Linked DNA regions of Mus musculus: all the other regions are linked to region 3. A link is a contact called in public HiChIP or PLAC-seq and promoter capture Hi-C data. All regions are on one chromosome and are shown on one strand. Each heading gives the region's core, a stretch centred on a gene start, on an enhancer-like site or on the middle of the called end of the contact. The rest is flanking DNA. Distances are from core to core; before and after follow the strand shown.

Evidence for each region. Promoter capture Hi-C pulls out the DNA fragments that hold promoters and counts their contacts. HiChIP or PLAC-seq counts read pairs in DNA pulled down with a chosen protein or histone mark.
Region 1: an H3K27ac HiChIP or PLAC-seq map of stem cell-derived neural progenitor cells shows a contact between it and region 3, with 2.2 times the contacts expected there. The contact joins the promoter of Adnp here to the promoter of Tmem189 in region 3. A contact is called at or near these places in 5 of 39 promoter capture datasets (the 3T3-L1 cell line, cranial neural crest, hippocampal neurons and 1 more), 1 of 484 Hi-C or Micro-C datasets (cortical neurons) and 2 of 115 datasets of contacts at active chromatin or transcription factors (pancreatic cancer cells and stem cell-derived neural progenitor cells).
Region 2: an H3K27ac HiChIP or PLAC-seq map of bone marrow-derived dendritic cells shows a contact between it and region 3, with 2.1 times the contacts expected there. The contact joins the promoter of Znfx1 here to the promoter of Tmem189 in region 3. A contact is called at or near these places in 2 of 39 promoter capture datasets (erythroid cells and liver), 2 of 115 datasets of contacts at active chromatin or transcription factors (bone marrow-derived dendritic cells and embryonic stem cells) and 1 of 9 other capture datasets (liver).
Region 4: a promoter capture Hi-C map of second pharyngeal arch cranial neural crest shows a contact between it and region 3. The contact joins the promoter of Dpm1 here to the promoter of Tmem189 in region 3. A contact is called at or near these places in 4 of 39 promoter capture datasets (cranial neural crest, hippocampal neurons, second pharyngeal arch cranial neural crest and 1 more) and 1 of 484 Hi-C or Micro-C datasets (cortical neurons).

What each region holds. Positions count from the first base shown.
Region 1 is chr2:168,205,374-168,209,436 of GRCm38.p6, forward strand. It overlaps Adnp (activity-dependent neuroprotective protein), which reads right to left and starts at 1,739. Exons shown (of 4, transcript NM_009628.3): 1 at 1,201-1,739. All of the region lies in intron 9 of Gm20716 (predicted gene 20716), which reads right to left. Dpm1 (dolichol-phosphate (beta-D) mannosyltransferase 1) reads right to left here. Exons shown (of 9, transcript NM_010072.4): 9 at 3,675-4,063.
Region 2 is chr2:167,061,388-167,065,481 of GRCm38.p6, forward strand. It overlaps Znfx1 (zinc finger, NFX1-type containing 1), which reads right to left and starts at 1,628. Exons shown (of 14, transcript NM_001033196.2): 1 at 1,123-1,628. Zfas1 (zinc finger, NFX1-type containing 1, antisense RNA 1) reads left to right here and starts at 1,547. Exons shown (of 5, transcript NR_138563.1): 1 at 1,547-1,910; 2 at 2,249-2,340; 3 at 3,772-3,830; 4 at 4,047-4,093. It overlaps LOC115486178 (a small nucleolar RNA gene), which reads left to right and starts at 2,086; the gene lies at 2,086-2,178. It overlaps Gm23201 (a small nucleolar RNA gene), which reads left to right and starts at 3,611; the gene lies at 3,611-3,699. It also overlaps Snord12.
Region 3 is chr2:167,660,251-167,664,377 of GRCm38.p6, forward strand. It overlaps Tmem189 (transmembrane protein 189), which reads right to left and starts at 1,294. Exons shown (of 6, transcript NM_145538.2): 1 at 1,123-1,294. The coding sequence starts at 1,246.
Region 4 is chr2:168,228,556-168,232,391 of GRCm38.p6, forward strand. It overlaps Dpm1 (dolichol-phosphate (beta-D) mannosyltransferase 1), which reads right to left and starts at 1,824. Exons shown (of 9, transcript NM_010072.4): 1 at 1,638-1,824. The coding sequence starts at 1,798. Mocs3 (molybdenum cofactor synthesis 3) reads left to right here and starts at 2,067. Exons shown (of 1, transcript NM_001160330.1): 1 at 2,067-3,748. The coding sequence starts at 2,080. The coding sequence ends at 3,462. It overlaps Gm20716 (predicted gene 20716), which reads right to left and starts at 1,824. Exons shown (of 12, transcript NR_132310.1): 1 at 1,638-1,824.

The sequences.
Region 1 (4,063 bases), core at 489-2,988, 550 kb after region 3:
TCACCCAGTGCAAGTCTTGCTGGACCCATTTTCCCATGGTCTGTAGAAGGCGCTGTTTAGCACATCCTGTTCTAGTTCTGGGGCCCTTCCCCCCTCTGCAGCCTTACCCAGTGCAGGGAATGCGCCCCCTACTGACTCCCACACTCAGTGCCTTTAACCGACTTGGCTGCAGTGCCTTTTGGGTGGGGGCTGGTATTTTCTCCATGACCATAAACCAGAAGCAACAATGCAGATTTATAAAGAAACTGCACAAAGCTATCCAAGAGACACCCCCCGACACACATCCCATTGTGAAGGTTCAAGATACAGGCACAAGAAGCATCAGGGATGGGAACTGGGCGTTTGGGGCTGGACAGCATTAAAATGGCTAACACAGGAAACAGTTTGGTTCTTTTTCCCTCCTAAGCCTTTGTCTGTGAAATGGGGTTATGACAAGAACTGTCCAGAGGACCTGGTGACTGGAAGAACACTGAGAAGACACTTGGGGTGTGTGGCAGGGAGTGAGACTAAAATGAGTATTAGACTTCTTGGAGAGAAGAAGAGAAGCAATCGCGCCTTTTCTAGCAGACAGGCATCCAGGTTGGGGGTAGGGTGGGGAAGGGAGGAGAAGGACAGGCAGCTCAGAGGAAAGAAGAGGCGAATAAGAGGGTGCTCAAAGAACTACTCCCCATTCATTGCATTCGAAAAAAATTCTTTCCGCGGCTTTCTGGATTTCCATTTTCTGACTGCAAAGTTGATCAGAAAGCTCTAAAGAGGGAGTGCTGACCAGGTAGCCCAGATTGAAAGCAGGGCCGGTGAGGGGCTGTGGTGGTTAGGATGGGAGGGAAACTGGCATGTTGTTGGGGAGGCAAAGACTTTCACCCTCTGCCATGCACGCTCCCCGCCCCCCAGGCCTTTCCCCCCTTTCCAAGCCTAGGGTGGGCAGACCTGGCAGAAGGCTGGTTCCGGGGACTGGGGGAGGGCGGGAGGGGATTAGTTCTGAGGACGAGAGAGCGAGCGGGGTTCGGCTGGGGGCGGGGTGGGTGCGGGAAGATGCCACTAGCCGCAAAAGCCCATGGTGGCCGGCCGGCAGCCCCGCGGGGCGGAGAAGGGGATCGGGCTGCAGGAGGGCTGCGGCCGACTGGGGTTCGAGGCGGTGTGTGCACGCCGAGCACAATGACCGCGCCCGGGATCGGCGGCGGGCAGGGCCGCGGGGCTTACCTTGGCTCGGCCTCGAGGCGTGCGCGGGGCCGGCGTGCTCTAGAGCACGGCGGCGGGTGGACGGCGGCACGGCGATGGCGGCGAGGACGCGCCCGGGGCCTCGTCGCGCTCGGGCTCCGGCTCGAGCCGCGGCCGCGGCTGCTGCCGGGGGGCGCGGCGGGCGCAGCAGAGCGGCGGGCGGCGGCGCGGGCAGTGCAGACAAAGGAGGGGCGGAGGGCGGCGGAGGGCGTGGGGCCGCGGCTTCACCGTCGCGGGCGGGCAGGCGGGCGGCGACGGCCGCGCGGCTCCTCGGCGGCGGAGACCGAGAGAGGGAGCTGTGGCTGAGGCGACGCCAAATCCCCCCCGAGCGAGCGCGGCTGGAGGGGGAGGGGGCCAAGATGGCGGCGGGCGGGCGCTCAGCTCATGGGTCCCGGCGGCGGCGGGTAGACCGGACGGGTGGCGGCGGCGGCGGCGGGCGGGGGAGGGGGCTGGTCCCGCGTCTCCCCTCAGCAGACAATACAAGCGCCTCAGAGCAAGTCCCCGAACCTGCCCTAGCCAAAATGGCGGCCGAGAAAGAGCGGAAGTGACGTAAGCGACTCATTAGCATAAGAGGACTCATTGTCCAGCTGGGGGGGGGCGGGGGCCATGGACCCCCTACTCGGCGACCCCCCCCCAAGGGAGAGCTCTTCGGTCCTCGGCTGCGGCGACACCCACTTTCCTTATGGCAGGGTGGCCCCAGCCCCCCCCAGCCTCTCCTGGGTGAGATTATATAATCCCCACTGAGGGGAGCTCTCGCGAGAACGTGGAGGCTTTGCCATTGCCCCACTAGGAGGCGCCGTGGATAATGGCCGCACTGCGCTCCTGGGTGCCTTCCTCTGACCGCAGCGCCGCCGGCGGAGGCAGAAGTAGCGGGCCGCAGCACGCCTCGACAGTCAGTCAGGTGGCTGCACTGGGGATCCCTGCGCGGGCCCATCTGGGCCTGAACTACATCTGGCAGGAGGGCGCCTGGGGCTGCCCAAGGCCCACGTGCTCAGAGTCAGCTCTCCCAAGCTGGAGGCAAAGCCAAGGGTTGAGCCTGCTGCCTCCTGCCTTTAATGAGGTGTGATGCCCTCGTGTTCCTCCCATTTTTTGAGATGACACAGCTCTGAGGCCATGTCAGCTCTTCTAGTGAACTGGTATGGGATAGACAGGGACTCAGCTTTTCACTTCTGCTGTTCCTTGGACTCAAGTCATTCCTTCAAGTCATCAGATGGCCACTTACCATTGACTCAAGGAAAAAAAAAGTGGGATTTGTAGAGTTGAGGCCATTGGATTGTCAATGGCTAAGGATGAAAACGGTCTGGCACTCACCCACAATTCTGGTATGTGACAGCACCTGCACTGTTGGCTTTGTAACTTTGGATCATCCCCAACCAACATACCATGTCAACATCAACAGCCTCGGTCCACTTTAAAGGAACAGTAGTTACCCTACCGTAGATAAGGATGGCTAAAAGCTCTACAAAGTAGCAAGTGCAGTTGTGAAGGATTGGCCACCCCTCCCCCAACATGAGGTCTCTACAAAGTTGCAAATTTTGAAAGAATCAGACTATATATACAGACAGCTCAGTGTCTAAGGGTTTGGTTGGGAAGTTGAACAAACTTCCACCTAACATTTATTTTTTGCAATTATTAGAACATATATTTAAACCCCTAATCAATAGCTCAACAATGTAAAACAAGGAATAGAAACTATTTAAAAGGAGGTGGGGCTGAGGCTAAGGCCTTTCATCAAGGAGTAGAGATGGGGAAGCACACAATGCAGAAGACAGGCAGGCTGTGTGAATTCATCTCTACTGTTCTCCTCAGACACTGGGTTTCATGCAGTGATAGCACAGGTATGAAGAACATCTGCATTGCAGCAGTGCTTCACTTTGTAGCATAAAAGGTGCTGGATTCTGACGGAGAACTTAAAAAACTGTGCATGCTTATGTCACCAGATTTAGCACAAAAATACAGCATAAAAATTGGGCAACCTTGAGCCGGGCGCAGTGGTGCATGCCTTTAATCCCAGCACTCGGGAGGCAAAGGCAGAGGCAGAGGCAGGAGGATTTCTGAGTTCGAGGCCACGAGGCCAGCCTGGTCTACAAAGTGAGTTCCAGGACAGCCAGGGCTATACAGAGAAACCCTGTCTTGAAAAACAAAAAACAAACAAACAAAAAAAATTGGGCAACCTTCTTCTCTAAATGGCTTCTGAATGCTGGTGTTTACTGCTCAAACACACCCTGTGCGATGGCAGTAGTGACAGAGTAATTCTACACAGGCTAAGTACTGAAAAATGAAAAAGACCAAAGTTCTCTGCCCCAGTGAGGTGTGAGGCAGCAATGCTGTATCTACAGTGACTCCTGCTGAGGTCGCTGCTTAACTTCTGTTCTGTGTACTTGATACTGAAAACCTAATGCCTTGTTTCAAGATAGATTTCTCAGCACTCAAAAAACAATTCGATAACATTATAGTCCTATGACTTTGGCTTAAAACAAAATTTAATTGAACACTAATAAATATTCTAGTTATTAAGGATGAAACAAGTCACTTCCCCATGGATGTGCGACAAGTTTTGGCAAAGGGGAACACAACAACAGTAGTTCTTATTGGAATATGCACTGTGGGCCCAGCTATGTGACTACATGGCAAGGCTTTCATGCTCAAAACAAAGTGAAGGTGTAGCTCACGTTTGTTCTTGTTACAATCAGCTAGAAAAAGGAAGTGAACATTTAAGACTTTCAATTTCTTTAGCAGCCCAAGTAAGGTGGGAAACAAGTATACAGGTTGGGGTGTATGATGATGCACACCACAGTCCTCACACTTGAGAGATGAAGGAAACAGGACCAGTAATTCAAGACTA
Region 2 (4,094 bases), core at 378-2,877, 600 kb before region 3:
TGGTTAAGCTGTTGCAGGGATAACATTTAGAGACTTCTAATTACAGGGTAAGATGAAAGAGGATGGAGCAAGAGGTGGCAGCTGGGTTGTAGCTAGGTAAATTTCAAGTCCCGAGAGAAGTCGCCACACCATACATCCCTCAGAGAAACACTGTAAGGTTACAGAAAGCAGGAGAGATCTGGGGGGGACTCAGAGGTAGGGCAGGGCCTAGGGATGGGGAGCCCAGGGTGGTTGTGGAACAAGTGGGTATAGCAATAGGTGAGAAATGGAGAGAGTGGGGCTCCAGGGACCGGGAGCAGAGGCAGGACAACTACGCACAGGGGATGACTGGGTGCTGAGATGAAGGGGCACTAGAGGTGGGGTGTGATCAGGGTGGTGACAGATGAACTGAAGAGAGTCGAAGCAGGTAATGGCAGTGCCCGCGGCTCAGGATACGCTGGGTACTGAGGGAGGAGACACCGACTCTGGAGGTGATGGGGGCTGCTAAGGAGAGGAGACAGGGACTCTGGGGAGTGATGGTGAGGCTAATGGAAGGGAACAGGGATTTAGGGGTGATGGGGCTGCTGAGGAGAGGAAACAGGGACTGGGAAATGGGGCTGCTGATAACCAGGTAGACTTAACTCAGGGAACGATGGAGGGTGACGGTGGAGGTGGGAGGACAGGACTCTGGGGGTGGTAAGGAGTGGAAAAAGATCCTAGGGGTGATGGGAGATTCCAAATACTCCGGAGATGATAGGGGAACTGAGGGACTCTGGGGGCTATAGGGAAACTAAGAGAAAGGGGCAGGGACTCTGGGGGCTATAGGGAAACTGAAGAAGCAGACAGGGACTTCGGGGACTATAGGGGGGGCTGAGAGAAAGAGAACAGGGACTCCGGAGGCTACAGGATAATTGAGGGAAGAGGACAGGGACTCCGGAGGCTACAGGATAATTGAGGGAAGGGGACAGGGACTCCGGGGGTATAGGGAAACTGAGGGAAAGGGACAGGGACTCTGGAGGCTATAGGAAAACTAAGGGAAGGGGACATGGACTCTGGGGACTATAGGAGAACTGAGGGAAGGGGACAGGGACTCCGGGGGTGGTGGGGGCGCTGAGTGGGGCAGATAGGGACTCCAAGGCTAACCTGACACCCGGCCGGAGGCAGAGCGGGACGCCGGCGGTCGCAGCGCCGCAGAAGCAGGTGCGTGATAGGGCGGAGGCCACTCACCGGCTCGGGCGCGTCCTCCGCAGGGCTAGAGCTCAGCCCCGGCCCTGGCAGGTCGCGGCCCCGCCCGGCACCGCGAACTTTCGGTTTCCAGTCCCTGCAGCCCCTGGGCGGGGCGAGTAGCCTAGTGGGCGGCCCGGAGGAAGAGGAGGCCGCGCAGGACGAGGAGGCGGTGCCGCGGGCTCCAGCGAGAGGCCGGGCTCGCCTGCGCCCCCGCCCTCGGGGCGGGCGGAAGGGCGGCGTCGCCTCAGCGCCCGCGGTAGCGGCGGCGGCTGGACTGGCGGCTCCCCGCGGGCGCGGCGGAGGGGAGGGCGCGGCGGGGGGCGGGTTGACTGCGCCCCGGGCGGCCGCAGGTCTCGGCTGGCCCCGGAGCCAGGGGGACGCGGCGGGCGGCTCGTGCGTGCCAAGCGCGACATGGCGCGGAAGCCGAGAAGCCCCGGAGGCCCAGTGAGCACGGGGAGGGGCTAGACACTGGCTGGACAACCATTAGCTAGCTGGGGCCGGGCGGCTCGGGGACTACATTTCCCAGGACGCCAAGCGGTCGCGCCCGGAAGCGACGCGCCATGGGCACAGTGCGCAGGCGCACGCGCCGCCAAGGTCTATATAAGGAAGGTTCGCCGCCGCTCTCGTCCTTTCGTTCCGGCGGCTCCTAGAGCGTTTGCTTTGTTCCCGATATGTCTCGTCCCTCCGGGGTTAACTTGCAGATGGTGAGTTGAGTCCACACAGCACAAGTTTTTTTTTTGTTAACCTCTTATCAAGTTTAGTCGCTGTAACCGCTCCTAGTCTCCAAGTGTTGCTTATGGAGCGCGATCCCCAGGTTGACCTTCGAAGACGTGATTCAAGTGGAAAAGACGCCTTCTGCTTTGGCCTGGGAAGCTTTTTGCTGGTGTAAATGATGAACTCACTTTTTTCCCCGTCATATCGACAGTGCTGATGTTTTAAAACATTTGCCAGTTTGTCCTGATAAACACCAGCCTTCGAGGACCCTGGTCTTCTTTGTTCCTGGTCGAGGATATAGGTGGTGATGGACGCTTTTGTTTTGTAGGTTGACCTGACCAAGCAGGACAGCATGGAGGTTGGAGGGAGAGAAGGGCATCGAGGGAGATGAGAACTCACCTACCATCTGAAAGTCTTAAGGTATGCATTCGTCTAGTGGCCTAAAGTGGCAATCACGTGCTTTGAAGAGCCTTTAAGTGGGCAGTGATAGGGAATTTGATGCAAGAGTTACTGCTGAGGTTCGTTGTTTTAAAAGCCCCGAGGATTGAGCCTTATTATCAAAGTATACTAAAGTCTTTTAATTGTGTATCTGTACATACTGACACAGGAGATGCAGAGCCCTGTTGTTATTTAAAGTGTCCTGGTAGAACTGCCTGAGAAAAGGACTGATTAAGAAAATGGTCCCATTGAGATTAGTCTGTAACACATTTTCTTGGCTGTTGATATGGGAGCATTCAGCAGTTTGTGGGTGCAGTGTCTGAGCCGGGTTGAGATTTCTTTTGTATATGCGTGGTATTTAGAAAGGCAATGAAACATGTCTGCTAAAGTATTTGCAGGCTAGTGCTTTTCAAGATGTGACAATGGCTATCCTCCATTACTGTATTCTGATATCCACCCTGACCCACTCAGATAAAAATGTGAATATGCCCTAAATCAAGTAGGCCCGAGAAATGGCTTAGCAGTTAAGAGCACTGATGGCTCTTTCGAGGGGTCCTGAGTTAAATTTCTAGCAACCACATGGTGGCTCACAACCATCTATAATGGGGTCTGGTGCCCTCTTATGGTGTCTCTGAAGAGAACAATGGTGGTGTACTCGTGCATAAAATATATGAATAAATCTTACTCTTAAAAAAAGTAGGCCCGGGCTGGAGAGATGGCTCAGTGGGTAAGAGCACCCGACTGCTCTTCCGAAGGTCCAGAGTTCAAATCCCAGCAACCACATGGTGGCTCACAACCATCCTTAACGAGATCTGACTCCCTCTTCTGGAGTGTCTGAGGACAGCTACAGTGTACTTACATATAATAATAAATAAATAAATCTTTAAAAAAAAAAAAAAAAAGTAGGCCCAGGCAAGTTGACTTAAATTGAGGCAAGCCTAGAGACTGAAGGGTGCTATGTCTGAACAATTGTCATATCATTTGCAAGTGGACAGTGCCAGTCAGAGTTGTATATGTGAGACAGTTGCATTTAGGGTTTGGTGCTGGAGTCATGGGCGCCTCAGGTCATACGTGAGGCCTCCTGGTACATAATGTTGAAACTTTCCAAGGCGATTGTGATTATCTCAGCAAGTCCCATTCCTTTAGCTAATAATTGGAGACACTGGTATTACAGCTGTCTCCTGTAAAGGAGATGTAGTCCTAAGTAGCTGTCTACCTAGCCCTTGGGATCAGGCTCAGCAGCCTCCCACAGACAGGCATGTGTGATGACACAACTTTTTTCCCCATCAGATCGACCATGTTGATCACATTCTTTTAAGCCAGTATGTCTGACATGCCTGCCTGACAGTACCCACTGCTGCTGTGCCCTTGGCGCTCAGGTAGTTGACAGGTTATTTCTGCATTTTATCTCAGGTTTGCTGACAGACAAAACCGGGCTTTGAATGGAGCGTGAACTCCTGAGGCGAGCATTGGTGAGTGGTTTCCACGTGTCCCTCTTCCAGTGTATACTTTGTTTCTGACATAAACTTGGCTGGTGAACTGATGATATCATTTCTTTCCCCGTCAGATCGACCCTGTTGATCTCAAATACTAATTGCCAGTTTTGTCTGATGCATCAGCCCCAGGAATAATTCATTGTTGGCTTTAATCTATTTCACTTGATAATGGCTTCGATTTATTTTCTACAGGCCCGAGAGAGCCGAGGATGCAGGTGTTGGTCTGATCTTGATTTCAGG
Region 3 (4,127 bases), core at 44-2,543:
CAGTTAGGATAAGAGCATGTCAAGAAGCAAAGAAACCAGAGAGGGGACCTGGCTTTGGGGGAAGGGGTGGAGCCAGGGAAAGGGGCTCCGGGTGGTGATAAGTGTATCCCACAAAGTCCTAATGGGCAGCTAGTGTGTGGGTGTGGGAGAGGACAGAGCCAGACTCAATAGGGTCTGAATCGCTGCCGAGAATCTACCAGTAAGAGGTGAGGGCTGCCGGTCCCAATGGGAGGGGGAGGGGATAAGTTCACTGCAGCTACTGAAGCAGGGACCATGATGGAGCTTATGGGAAGAGCGCCTGGGATATTTTGCAGCTGAAATCCAAATCGGGGCCCTAGAGGCTAGAGAACTGTTAGTCCCAGAAGGGGGGTTAGTTTGCAACCCACGGTCTTGGAAAAAACGCACAGAGTGTAGACTCGTAACGTGGGGGTCCTAGGACTGCGTGTGAGTTTAGGTGGCTAAGGGCAGTGCCTGCGACTGAGATGTCTAAGGCTTCGCGCTGCCTGAGAACCGGAAGCCTTGGACTGGGATTTAGGAAGACAAGGCAGGCCAGGGTGGGGTTCCTAAACTGCCCAAGGTGCCCTGGGGCTAGGACTCTGGATGCGCAGGTGCATTGGGGCTGTTCCTAAATCTCTGCAACCCCAAAGCCTCACGGCTCGGAGTAGGAAGGGGTTTAGTTAGGGTCCCAAGATCTAGGGGTGCTCTTTGCAAAGTTGGAAGCCCTGGAGTTCCGCTTTGGGTGGAAGCTGGGATTAGATTGGGGGCAGGGTTAGGATGGGGCTAGGGTTCGGATGGAGTGCGGTTCGGATCCAAGGGCGTCCAAATGGGCTGCTGGAGTTCGGATCTGGGTAGAGTTCAGATCTCGGCATTTCGGATGGGCTGGGGTTTGGATTCGTGGGGGTTCGGACGGGTTGGGTCGAAGTGAGGTTCGAATAGGTTGGGGTTCTAATCCGTGGACTCAGGATGGGTTAGGGTTCGAATCCGGGGACTTCGAATGGGCTAAGGTTCGGATCCAGAGGGCTCAGATGGGTTAGGGTCCAGGTGTTCGGACCGCCTGGGGTTCGGTCGGGGCGGGCCCGGCGCCGAGCACCCATCAGATCGCAGGCCCTCCATCCGTCCTACCTGGCGAGTAAAGCGCCGCCAGCTCACGGGCTCCCGCGTGCTGTGCGCCCCAGCGCCGGCCCTCCGCCGTCTCGTCCTCGTCCAGCTCCGGCTGCCGGCCCGGCGCGTCCTCGGCGCCCGCCATGGCCCGTCGCCCGGCCCGCCCGCTGCGCTCTGCCTGCAGCGGCGGCGGCCGCGGAACCGCGGCGATATCACGCCGCCCAATGACCGGCCGGCGCGGGGCGCGGCGGCCGGGGCGGGGCGTCGGCGGGGCCCCGCGTCACAGCCAATCGGAGCCCGCGCCCGCGCCGCGCCCGGCCAATCGCAGGCCTTCGGGCCTCAGCCAACCGCGGCGCCGGGGGGCGGGGTCGCAGCTGGACGCAGCTGGACGCGGAAGGCAGGGTGGATGTGCGCGTCCCCGCTGCGCCCCGCGAACTCGCGTACCGCGCTGGAGGCAGGGAGTACGCGCTGCGAAGCGCCTACGGAGTGCATGGCTACTGCAGATCGTGCATTCGCTAGGAAGCTGCTGGACGGGGCAGCACATCGGCTGCACGCGCTAGGTTTCATTTCACTACCCAGGAGTGTCTCGCGTTCGAGGCCAGCCTGAGCTACATTGCAAGACTCAATCACGGAACATAAGAAGTAATATTGCCTTCTGAGAGGCCGCTCGTGACCACCTGCTGGGGTGCCCCCTCCTCTGGTCACTGTGACATCACCCTCACGCTACTCAGAGCTTGTCAGGAGTAACTGTCTCTCTATCAGGAAAGGAGCCCCTGAGGGCAGGGACTCTGCCTGGGCCAACAGCTGACAGATTTTAGGAGAGGTTGAATGAATTCCGGGTCAGAGAACGTGCTTCTGTCTTTAAGGCATTAGCATTAAGAGAGCTAAAGGCTTATGTAAAGTCCTTAAGGGATGATAAACAGCGTCCACCCTGGGGCTGCAAGACTGAGAGGTGCCTGGGGCCCGCAGAGGGAACTTAAGATCTGAAGAATTTTTCCAAGGCTCCATCTTCGTTCTTCTCTAAGATTTAAGCTTCATATTTCTCAGCTGCCAGCCTCCCCAGGCTATCTCCTCTTCCCTCAGTGCTCCTTTCCTGGGTGGTCTCTGTCCGTTCCAAGCTCCTTCTCTGTCTCCTTACGTCTACTCAAAGGAAGAGCCACTCGGATGGCCGCGTCAGGCTGTAGCCCAAGTCCTTCCTGTTCCGATGAAGGTGACAGCCTGGCACTTGTATTAACTGCGCGATTAGATTTGGGGTGTCAGGGGTTCTGCTGAACTTGCTGTGGCAGGTGCTGGGTCTCAGACCCTCCCAAACTGCGCCTGTTAGCAAGAAGGCTAGGGTTGCAGATTAGGGCTGGAGATCCCAGAGGCCAGGACATCCTGATTGACAGACAAGACGGGTAGTCAGAACTAACTCTCTCTCACCGTTATTCAATTCACAGAGCACCAGCTTGGCCCTATGCAGAGTCTCTGAGATTTGCTGGAAATGACCAGGGAAGTCTCTTTCTGTAGTTTTTTTGTTGTTTTGTGTGCATGTGTGTTCTTGAGTGTCCATGTGTGGTCAAAGGGCAACACTTGGGCGTTGGTTGGCTTGTTCCTTCAACCGTGCAAGTCCAGGGGAGCAATCTCAAGGGTTCCAGCTCGGCAGTAGTTTTTTTTTTTTTTTTCTTTGTCTTTTGTTTGTTTTTTCGAGACAGGGGTTTCTCTGTGTAGCCCTGGCTGTCCTGGAACTCACTTTGTAGACCAGGCTGGCTTTGAACTCAGAGATCTGCCTGCCTCTGCCTCCCAAGTGCTGGGATTAAAGGTGTGCACCACCACTGCCCGGCTGCAAAATTCATCTTTAACGGATCTGTGCACAGTGCACATTCCATACATTATGTTAATATAGAAACATATATTACCTCTAAACACTTTATGTTCACAGAAAGACCAAATGGACAGTCCTTATAGAATTAGAATTCACCCTCGGGGATGCTAAGATTCTGAGACCTGTTGTTCCAGCTCCCTGATTAATCCTGCTCAAACTGATGCTGTTTCCAGAGACTTGCTTCTAGGACAGTCTCAGAAAGGACTGCTGATCCAAATGACAGTGGTTCACTCAGCCTTTCAAACGGTTCCAGTCAGGACGCAAGTTAAACCCTGAACTTTCTCAGTACCGAGACTGGACAACAAATGATACCAGCTAGCTTTCCAATTTCCTTTTGGGCCCACAAAATGAATTCTTTGCCCAATTCAGCGAGGAACAATTATAAGAGGCCTGCCATCTCAATCCCTTAAGTTGGGATGGATGGTTTTGGTTATTTTATGAATAATAGATATGTTATCATTTTAGGGGATGATTTACAAATCATTGTGGTCTTGGACATGGAGGAAACAAAATCGAGAGCTTAGACTCAGGGATTTATATCTTTCCTTTCTTCTTCTCTATCCTTTCTTAGGTAGAGGGAAGGGGGTTGGTTGAAAAGAAAAAAGGGGGATATAGTAGTATTATAAGAAATTAGACAAATAGGGATGGGTTATTAAATCTACTCTTAAAAACATTTTGTAACCATAATCTTTATATTTTGATGCAAAATTGAGGTTATATTTTGTTACATTGGTACAGAAATTTGTATATTGATACAGGTTTAAGATTTTCATTGACATAGATCTTTGTATAATGATACAAAATTTAAGTTTAATTTTGTAACAACTTAATATATGTATGTTTCAACTCCGCACCATACCTGTGTAGTGGCACACACCTTTAATCCCAGCACTTGGGAGGCAGAGGCAGGCGCATTTCTGAGTTCGAGGCCAGCTAGGGATACACAGAGAAACCTATCTTTTAAAACAAAAAACAAAAACAAACAACAACAACAAAACAAGGTTTAGGGCTGGAGAGATGGCTCAGAGGTTAAGAGCACTGACTGCTTTGCCAGAAGTCCTGAGTTCAATTCCTATCAACCACATGGTGGCTCACAACCATCTGTAATGGGATCCAATGCCCTCTGAAGATAGCTACAGTGTACTCATATAAATAAATAAAT
Region 4 (3,836 bases), core at 574-3,073, 570 kb after region 3:
AGGCTGGGGTGTTCCAGACCAGCCTGGTTACAAAGCGTGAGAGGGAGCAAGGAAGTAGAGTGCCAAGGTTAGGGACGGGGGTGTTGGACTCATAAATTAAACAGAGCAGAGACACTAGCATATAAAACTAGAGCTCATTAAAACATCTGGAAAAATCTGGCAGAGCCAATTTAAAGATAAAACCTGGGCTGGAGAGATGGCTCAGAGCACTAACTGCTCTTCTAGAGGTCCTGCGTTCAATTCCCAGCAACCACATGGTGGCTCACAGCCATTTGTAATGGGATCTGGTGTCCTCTTCTGGTGTGTCTGAAGAGAACTACAGTGTGCTCACACAAAATAAATAAATCTTAAAAAAATAAAAATAAAACATAAAGAAAAAGGATGCTCGCACCACACATCACAGGGCCACCATATAGAAACTGATTTTTATTCAGATGCAACCAAAACAGCAATCCTAAACCGGGTGGTGGTGGTGGTGGTGCACGCCTTTAATCTCAGCACCTGGAAGGCAGAGACCAGCATCTGAATTCCAGGCCAGTCAGGGCTACATAGTTTTGACCTTGCCTCAACCAATCAAACCATGCAGACTAAGGCTTTTACAAATCAGTACGGTAAGGTTGTGCTTTCTAGAAAGAGGAACTATGTACCAAGTATTTTGTTTTTCTGAGACAGAGGCTGCTAATATAGCCCTAGCTGCCCTCGGACTTGGTACAACTCGTTTGCAAACGTATCCCTTGTAGTGCATAGCTTGGGATCAAGTATTTTTTTCTTGCTATTAGAAAATATGGGCACAGCGTCCTCATTGTCGTTTGAGAAGCAAAAGCCAACCAACAAACAAAAAGCTCTGGAAACAATCTGTGTTCTTCTGACGCACTGTCTAAAACAGCGCACTGCTACGCCATCCTACTCCTGCAAAATCCCGTTCTGTAGGTTGACAGTAAAAGATCGCCCATGATCATCACAGCATGACACTCATCTGGCCGTAAAGTACTGACTCCGTCCTGCCACTGCCATCAGGAGGCATTTTATTTACTGTTTAGTTCGGAGACCTTTTTTTTTTTTTCTTAAATGCGTAACACTTTCACTATCAAAATTCTTGTTCCTAAGAGCTAGGGCTCTGCCTAACAAAGCGAAAGGCCCCGTGTTTTTCAAAACAACACACAAATAAGCCCGGGTTCCTAATCAAACTCGGCGAAGATGCTCGCTCCCTGCCAGCTCATCAGCAGTTCTCTGACAGCGCAAACAACAAGCTTACGTAAGCGCTCGGCCCCAAGGCGATGGGGAGAACGCTGGCTCGGGACTCCCGGCTCCGGCGGCGGATCCTGACCGCCCAGAGGTATGAGGTCATACCTCCTCGCCCCGAAGTCAAAAAGAAGTTAAGTTAGCCCTTTAGAGAGAACAGGCCGGGGACGCAGGCCAGCGCGATCTGTCAACAGATAGACACCGGACTCGCTAGAGACCTGAGCAGGAAGGAGAAAGACGCGGGGCTGTGCTCCTCGGTTCTCCCCGCTGGGGAAAGCCGCGAGCAGGCTCGGGAGGGAGCGGAGACCGGGCCTCCGGGGGTCTCCTCGCGCAGCCAACCGCCGACCTGCAGCCCGCGGCCGGCTCCCGGCCCCCGCGCGAGAAGCCCCTTCTACCTCTCGGAGAAGCTCTTCACCAGCAGCCACACGATGAGCGGCAGGTTCTCCCGTTCGTTGTAGGTGGGCAACAGCACCGAGTACTTGTCCTGTCGCGAGGAGCGGCCCTGCGGCGGCCGCGGAGACGCAGCAAGACTGCGACTCGCCCCCGTGGAAGCCATGACGGCTCTGCGAGAGGCGCCGGAAGCGGACTTACGTCATCCGACACGGGCCGTACCAAATCTCGGAGCATGGGGGAGGCTCGGCGCTCCGACGTCCCAGTGTGGTCCCCGGGAAACTTCCAGATATGGTGACCGTTTCAAGCCAATCGTGACGGCTTCCCCGGATAAAAACCCATTCGTTTCACTTTCAAGGGCCAGGAAGCGTCTTCGTTTTCCAGTCGCTAAGAGACAGGCAACCGGAAACGGAAGTCCCTTCCCGGCTCTTTCCGGAAGAGGCTGTCATGGCTGCCCCGGAGGACGTAGCTGCCTTACAGGCTGAAATCACCCGGCGGGAGGAAGAGCTAGCTTCGCTCAAGCGGAGGCTGGCCGCGGCCCTGACAGCCGAGCCGGAGCCCGAGCGTCCGCTCCGGGTCCCGCCGCCGCCGCTGGCGCCCCGGGCCGCGCTGTCGCGGGACGAGATCCTCCGCTACAGCCGCCAGCTACTGCTGCCGGAGCTGGGCGTGCGCGGGCAGCTGCGCCTGGCGGCGGCGGCGGTGCTCGTGGTGGGCTGCGGCGGGCTGGGCTGCCCGCTGGCGCAGTACCTGGCGGCGGCCGGCGTAGGCAGGCTGGGGCTGGTGGACCACGACGTGGTGGAGACGAGCAACCTGGCCCGCCAGGTCCTGCACGGGGAGGCGCAGGCCGGCGAGAGCAAGGCTCGCTCGGCGGCCGCGGCGCTGCGCCGTCTCAACTCGGCGGTGGAGTGCGTGGCGTACCCGCGCGCGCTCGCCGAGGACTGGGCGCTCGACCTGGTCCGCGGCTACGACGTGGTGGCAGACTGCTGCGACAACGTGCCCACGCGCTACCTGGTGAACGACGCGTGCGTGCTGGCCGGCCGGCCGCTAGTGTCGGCCAGCGCGCTGCGCTTCGAGGGCCAGATGACCGTCTACCACCACGACGGCGGGCCGTGCTACCGCTGCGTGTTCCCGCGGCCGCCCCCGCCGGAGACAGTGACCAACTGTGCAGACGGCGGCGTGCTCGGAGCGGTGCCCGGCGTGCTAGGCTGCGCGCAGGCCCTCGAGGTGCTCAAGATCGCCGCCGGCCTCGGCTCCTCCTACAGCGGCAGCATGCTGCTCTTCGACGGCCTCGGGGGCCACTTCCGCCGGATCCGGCTGCGGCGCCGCCGGCCTGACTGCGTCGTGTGCGGGCAGCAGCCCACCGTGACCCGCCTGCAGGACTACGAGGCCTTCTGCGGCTCCTCGGCCACCGACAAGTGCCGCGCCCTGAAGCTGCTGTGCCCCGAGGAGCGGATTTCTGTGACCGACTACAAGCGGCTTCTGGATTCCGGGGCGCCCCATGTGTTGCTGGACGTCCGGCCTCAAGTAGAGGTGGACATCTGTCGCCTGCCGCACTCTCTCCACATCCCTTTGAGTCAGTTGGAACGCAGGGATGCGGACAGCCTGAAACTCTTAGGGGCTGCCCTCCGGAAAGGGAAGCAGGAGTCGCAGGAAGGGGTTGCTCTCCCGGTGTATGTGATTTGCAAACTGGGAAACGACTCCCAGAAAGCTGTGAAGGTCCTGCAGTCCTTAACGGCAGTGCCGGAGTTAGACTCTTTAACTGTTCAGGACATCGTGGGGGGACTCATGGCCTGGGCCGCCAAAATTGATGGGACATTTCCACAGTACTGAGAGGACAGCATGTGATTCGTGTGGATGACGGTTGTGATACCTGAAGAATCTATTCGAGCTTTACAAAATAATGTAGGGAAGAGCCTGGATTCACGGTCTCCGAATAAATAAACGGAGACCTCCCCCCCCCCCCCCCCCAAGGAGCTTTTTGAGAAAAGAGGATAGCATTGCCTCTGAGAGCTACTTTTGGGCACTTGTGCAGCACCTTCAACATGTGACTTGGTACGACAGGATTTTTTGTTTCCCACCCGGTCAGATTAAACTGAGATTAAACAGTTAAGATGCAGCTTTTACAACTGAATTAATCACTTACATTCATCCTATTTTTAAATTAAGGTCTTCTTTGTGAGGTTGCAGAGATGGCTTAACTCGGG